Linked DNA regions of Anser cygnoides: region 1 is linked to region 2. Evidence: chromatin contacts called from public Hi-C data. All regions are on one chromosome and are shown on one strand. Each heading gives the region's core, a stretch centred on a gene start, on an enhancer-like site or on the middle of the called end of the contact. The rest is flanking DNA. Distances are from core to core; before and after follow the strand shown. Region 1 holds the start of SLCO2A1 (solute carrier organic anion transporter family member 2A1). Region 2 overlaps RYK (receptor like tyrosine kinase).

Region 1 (3,452 bases), core at 606-3,105, 54 kb before region 2:
GGCTGAGAGTGCTGACAGCTGCAGTCAGGCTGCTGCCTGCCTTGCTACCTCGAAGCAGAGTTTGTTTTTTTAATGTGTATATATATATTTTAAAGCAAACCGCGCAACATGGGAAGAGTGAACAGGTCAGAAAAGGGTGGGAGGTGGCAATGCCTGTCCCTTTATATACATTTGCTCCTAAAAGCAAGAACCAGTCACATGGGTGGCTGTCCCAGCTCCATCCCAGACAGTACACATCACCCATCCGATGTCAGCAAGGGTACTTTGATAGAGCCCAAACTATTCCTTAATATCCTGCATGGTGCTGGCGTGGGGCTGCATTAAAATGAGGTTTATTCCTCTCCATTTAGAAAAAAAAATATATATATATTTTTCTTCAAAGAGCTTCTTTCACTCTCCAGCCTGCCCGTGGTGCAGCTGTGTTTGGACTGGGGGAGGCTCGGATGGCACCTCCTGCTTGTGGGGTCACCCTGCCTGTGACATCCCAGTGCCACCTGCCACTGAGGGGTCCTGAATGCAGCCCCTGACCAAGCATCCTTGGAGAAATGAATTTACATTTGGTGGCGGTGGGTTGTTTTTTTTTTTGTTTTGTTTTTTTGTTTTTTTAATCCCTGTAGTTTTATGGCCTCAGAAAAAGCACTGATTAGCAATGCTTTTACAGCTTCACCCACCTGAGCCATGGTCACTACCAGCACAGCCTGAAGGAGGCTGGGGCCACCTTTTTCACCAGTCCCCTCTGCCCCCCCCATACATGCAGCTCTCCATTATCCTATTTATAACCTGGGGTGATCTCGAGCTCTTCCTCCTGCAGCTCACAGCCAGAAAGGGCCATCAAGCCACCCGCTGAGACAGCAGCAGGGACCTTCGGGGATGTGGGACTGGATGGACTGGCTGCCAACGCACTCCTGGGGCGATCGCCCGCGAACCCAAAGCATTGTCACTTGGCAACAAATAAAAACCAAACCCATCCCGGGCCGTGACGCTTGCACCCCGGCTTCCCAAAGCTGTGCTTAGCTGAGAAGCGCAGACAAAGCCGTCCTCACAGCACTGCTGGCACGCTGCAAACCTACACCCGTGTTCGATAACGCCAGTGGGAAGCACACCCAGGCAAGGGGTCCCCCTCTGCCACAGCTTTCTCCTGCTGTGAGCCCCAAAATTGCGCCTGGCTGTCTCAAACACTGCAAGGCAAAGCAGGAAAGTCCCCCTCCCTGCTGGGGATGTGCCAGCCGGCCCTGCCGTTCACAAACCACCCTTCTCCCCACCAAGGCTTTTCAAGCGAATCGACGTTATTATAGGGCAGTGTTTTCCTTTAGCACCAGGATGTGGTTAATCATTCCCTAAGCGGCGGCACACCGTGTCCTGGATGCGACAGGCAAGCCCCGCAGCCCACGGCACACTGAGCCCCTGGTCCTCCACGGCGTTATTCGGGACCAAAGACGTGAGATTCGTTATCTGCACCTTTGCAAGCAGCCTTCGCTTTACCAGCAGCTTGCACCAGGGCTGCTCTCGGGGCCAGCCTCCTCCTCCCGCATCGCCGCTGGAGCACCGCTCCTTACCTTGATGTTGCAGAAGATACCGCGGGAGCAGGTGCTGGAGCTTTTGGGGACGTCAGCTGGGGACTTGCTGGCTTCGGGGTGGACTCCCATGGTGTGCTGGCCTCCCTGGGCTCCCCGAGGAGCTGGGCTCTGTGTGCAGGCTCCCGAGACGGTGAGCGCTCGCCAGCGCCGTCCCGCTCTGTCCCGTCCCGCTCCGAAAACCCAGCGAGCCCGTGAGTGAGCCAGGCAGCGTGAGCGCAAAGTTTTTATAAGTCTGCTCTCGGGAGTGATGATGAAACCCTTTCTCCTCCCTCTTTTCCTTTGGGTGTAGAGGGAACTTTAAAGCTGCAGGAAGCCAACACGAGCGCGCGGCAAGCCGCTGGGCGCCCACCGGATCTGGGCTTTTTGGGGATGAGGACTGTGGTGAGAAATCCCTCCCTCTGGCAAGGAGTCACAGAGGAAAAAACAAACACCACCAAAAAAAAGCCCCAAAACTCCTCCTGCTTCTCTCTCATGGAAAAAACTGCATTTGTGTGGTTCCTGGGCGCTGTTTTAAGTAATACCTCTCTGGGGCTTTGTTTATGCAAAGCACTGATTTATTATCATGAGAGAGAAAAAGTGTCAGAGGGAGAAGGGCGGGGGGAAGCCAGCTTCAAGCACTCTGTCAAAATTATCTTCTTTCCCCATATGAAGTGGGGAAGTGGGAGAGAGAGACGGATAGGTGTGGAGGACCCCCTGGGAAATGGGGTGGCCTGAGCCCGGAGAACCCAAATCTCACCTCCCTGAATGGTTTCTCTGCTGCGGGAGTACTGGTGGGTCCCGGGGAGGGGGTCCCCACCGAGCACAGGGTCCCACTGGCACCCCAAGGTCCTGCTCGGGTGGGTGGCTAGAGCAGAGCAGTGCCAGGGTGGGGGGCAGCACTCCCTACAGGATGTGGATTCCCCCAAACCCATGGGATCCTTGGCAAAGGAGGGCAGAGATGCCGAGGAGCTGGGTGAAGGGGCCCTGCTGTCACCGGGCGCCACCAACGGGTGGCTGCTCACCACGAGAGGGTGCCTTGCGCCCGTGGGAGAGGGACCCACATGCTCCCCTCTGCTGTTGGGGCGCAGCACCAGTCCCACCAGCCATGGGGCTTGAGAGCGGTGCAAAAACCCACATGGCCAAGGGAAAATGAGCTACTTTTCGGTGTCTGCTTCCTGATGGCCGGAGAGCACCAGGTACAGGGACAGGCGGACAGTCCCTGCCTGCAGCTGGCGAAGCAAGCATCCTTTTTTCCAATCTTTTTTCCCCGCTTTTGCTATTCCCATCCCCAGATTTGCTGGGTTTGGGGTCAGGATGCAATGCCAAGCCCTGCTACCCATCTCTCAGCTCTAAGAGATGTGATGGCACCGAAATGTCGACATCGCTGATAGGAAAGCTCAGCTCAAGAATGCAGACAGCTCCTCTGCTCACCCCCCTTGAGCCCCATGTGCTGCTGATCCCATTTTTCAGGGAATTCCTAGCCTGCTGGCGAGCAGCTCCGTCATTTCCGTTTATTCTGCAGAACCATGACGCTCACTTTGTTATAACAACCAGCTCCAGCAGCAGCTGCTGTCGCCTTTCCCTGCAAAATCTCCTCTGCGCAGCGAAGTGGTGCGTGGGGCTGGCGTCCCCATGCCAAGACCCCCACCAGAGGCAGAAAAACGCCCACTCCACACACTGCCTTGGTCCATTCCCACAGAATTAAGCTTCCAGTGAGGTTTTTCCCAAGCAATGAGCATTGCCCAATACTTGGCAGCTTATCTAGATATAGGGTATAAGACAAGCAAAGCTGGCAAATCTAAATTGAAAAGGCCAGTTTGGGGGTTTCAGCTATTAGTGGCATGCACGGCTTAAGGACTTCGTCTTGCAGCGAAAGCCCCGAGCTAGCTCTGCTCT
Region 2 (3,332 bases), core at 737-3,236:
CTGTCAGCTCCAGCTCAGTGAGACACAAGTGAGAACACACTAAGGCAAATTCCATAGGTTTCATCTTCCTCCCTGAGCCAAACATTCTGCTGAAACCATACTTCAAATCTCTAAGTGTCACGAACTGTAAGCACACACATTTTAGTATTTTGTTTTTCAATGGTTTTATTTAGTATTTTCTTGTTTCTGTAGCCACGCAAAATAAGACTTGTAGAATGATCTTGTCAAACACACAAGAATGCCCACAAGCTTTTGCGGCTTGTTTTCTTTTTGTATGGGATCTGTGAGGTTATTTGATCTGAATATGGCCACTCATACAGGTAAACAGGAGAGAATGGGGGGAAAAGAAAGGGGAAAACCTCCCACAGGGCCATAAACCTCTCAAATCAGAATAGCCACAACAGGAGGCCGCAGTCTCACATGCATTAGATTCGTCATCAGGAAACAGTGTTGAGTTGAAGCTGAACAATCCTGGGCAAGGCTTGTTGCACATCATCTTCAAAGCCCTAAAAAAAGCTAAACTTCCCTTTGAGATATTAATGCTATTTGTGATTGGGAATACCTCTGTACTCAGCAATCCATGGAGCTGCGGCCTGATGATAGTGAGCTGAGGTACAGTCAGGACACTGCTGCTCAGCCCTGAGAAAGCATCATCTATTTTCACAAAGCTGTCACACATCAACAGCTGAGTACTTGAATTGCAAACAAAATGGAGATGACATGAGTTAGGACAAATATCTGGGAGACAGCAGTGATTCTAGATGTTCAGTTAGGACAAGAAGGGCCCAATTTTTGTAAGGTGCTCAAAAGCAAGACCAGAAGCGATTTAAGACAGATGATGTAGGTGCCTCCCAGAACTGTGAAGATGATCTTACCCTTGCTGTTACAAGGCAATGACTGGGAAAGTCTACCTTGGGGCACGGAGCAAGAACAGGCTAGGATTTCTGGAAGCTTTGATATGGCTACAAGTTTATCTCACACTATTACGTTATTTGTATACAGCCAGGCACAATGGGGCTCTTGGCACTGCCACTTTCATGTATGAGGCTAATCTCCCCACACAATTCTGGCAAGCGTTTTATGTGCTGAGGCCCCTCCTGGTTCCTGGGGACAGAGCACCTACTTGCTTTTTACCCACTTCCAGGATCCCATCTGCAAAACTGTGCTTTAAATCCTCATTTACCAGCACTGTCAGTCACATGAATCATCATGACACAGCTGACATGTTTACAGGGAGTTTTGCGATGACACAAATTGCACCTATTTGCTTGCTACGAGACTGGGTGCTCCAGCAATGGCAGAGCATCATGCCGTGCGTTCACTGGGTGGTTGTACGTCAGGAAGAGTCGCTCCACACCTCAAATTACCCACCAGAGATGAAAAGCAGCAATTACTTGAATATTGCGCTGGGTTATCTGATTAGCTGGATGGCTTTCAAGAACAACATTTTAGGTCAGATCTTCCAGAATCACAAATTAGCAAATGCTGTATTACAGCTTCAGACTTCAGATCGCACCTCGGTCATTAAAATAAATTACTTCAGAGAGCAGGAAGGTAAAGAAAAAGCACAACGTAACCAAAGGTTTCAAAATTCAAACAAGATATTCCAGAGCCTTTCCATAGCCTACTACAGACAGCAACACACAGCAATTTCTTTCAGCATTCCTATCAGAAGTAGCTCCACAAAGCACAGCAGCTAGGCAATCAAGGCTTCCAGTGAACACGACTCCTGACAGCAGCATCTGAAAAGATACTTTACCTAAAGCTTTTCTCACTTTTGGACCCATCTGTGGTGTCTTATTCCTATGCCAACTTCCATCTGTCTCATTACAAGCTTGCACAGCAGACTTTCCCTAACATCAATGTATTTATACAATCCACTTTATATATGGCTATCTGTTTTCACACGGGTTGTACTACTTCAATTATCTTTCAAATTTGCAGGCTTTGCCAAACATACTGTGACAAAGTCCACTAGCTCAAGTTACTGAAGGGAGAAAAGCACATGGGCAAGCACAGCAGTCCCACACTGTGTCCATAGGAACTGAGACTAGGAAATTAAAATCCTGACTGTAAATATTCAGCTTGAGGTGAGAAATACTCCTACTATCAACACGTTCTTTTTAATTACTGCTGCTTCTGCAGAACAATTCATTACATAAAATTTCTCCCAAGGCAGAATTCAATCACAGTTCAAAGATTACACACATCTGAATACTGCTTTAACCCTTCTCAGCAAGTCTTTGGTTTTTGAAGAAATTGAACAATCAAAGACTATCCTGAGTTCACCTCTGTTGCACTGGTAGACATTTTTAGAACTTGCCTTCAATAGGAGAATGAGCTGTTAAAGGAAGTTAGGAGCTATAAATCAAATCAAAATGAATGCAAGTAGTCACAATCCAATCTACTTTTTATAGGGGGAAGAGGACATACACGCACAAACACTGATGCTTTAAAACTTCAGGAGGTCCCAGCAGTGAGTGACAAGTTAAGGTAGATGCCAGCAACATCTGATCTGCCCACCACTGAAGTGAAGGGGTTAAAAAAAACTTTGCTCCTCTTCACAGTTCTCTTACAGGTGCAAGTCTGAGAGAGCTACAGAGCCATTCAGGTAAGGGCTGTACTTTCACACATCAGCTCTCTGCTTTACAAGGCAACCACTCATCGTACAGACCTCAAATACCCGATGTTAAAACAAACATCCATCCAACAACCCAAGGAGGCCACGGAGTAGGTCACCATGCTTAGTGTTGTTAGAATTCCAACACAGCAGGATTTCTCCTCCGATCTTAATAGCAAAGCTATTTCTAATGTTTGTTTCCATGCCACAACCACACATTTATTTTCCAAAGCAAGGCAATTTACATTTTCAAATTCAAGCCCAATTTTAATGCATTCTGGAAGTGATTCAACACAACGCCACTAAAGTGGGGAATGCTGTTCTGGTTTTCTTACATTACAAATGTACACACAGATTTAAACCATAGAAAAGAGCGGAGCGAAGCATGATTTGGGAGTAGTGTTATTTGCCTACTTAACAGTGGAGGAACCTGGAGGCACAGCAGCATACAGCAACAAGTCAAAGGCTCTTTGCTCAGCAATCCGTTCAAATTAAATCAGAAAGTAAAAAATGAACCTGAAGTAGAACTGGGGAAGGAAGATAACTGCTTTAACGTTTCAGTGTCTGCTGAAAGGGCAGCAGATAACAGAAGTGAAATACAAATTTACAAAGAGTTAAAACTAGTACTTAAGTGTACTTCGGATTATGAAAGGGCAATCTTTTCCTGCAGAAACATATAAAATAGCAAATATTTAAATTAAGACATTTAAGT

The links. A called contact is a pair of places that touch in the nucleus more often than the background predicts.
Region 1: a contact with region 2 is called in a Hi-C map of fetal liver, with 1.9 times the contacts expected there. The contact joins the promoter of SLCO2A1 here to the enhancer-like site in region 2. A contact is called at or near these places in 2 of 7 Hi-C or Micro-C datasets (fetal liver and liver).

The regions. Positions count from the first base shown.
Region 1 is chr9:11,602,852-11,606,303 of Taihu_goose_T2T_genome, reverse strand. SLCO2A1 (solute carrier organic anion transporter family member 2A1) reads right to left here and starts at 1,855. Exons shown (of 14, transcript XM_013186315.3): 1 at 1,557-1,855. The coding sequence starts at 1,646.
Region 2 is chr9:11,549,460-11,552,791 of Taihu_goose_T2T_genome, reverse strand. The region is part of intron 9 of RYK (receptor like tyrosine kinase); the gene reads right to left. Among named protein-coding and RNA genes, the nearest start is that of RYK, 41 kb to the right of the region's middle. Within about 2 kb of position 1,986, at least 1 of the 3 cell types and tissues checked has open chromatin away from gene starts, as enhancers often do. A contact at or near this core is called in fetal liver, where this site is marked.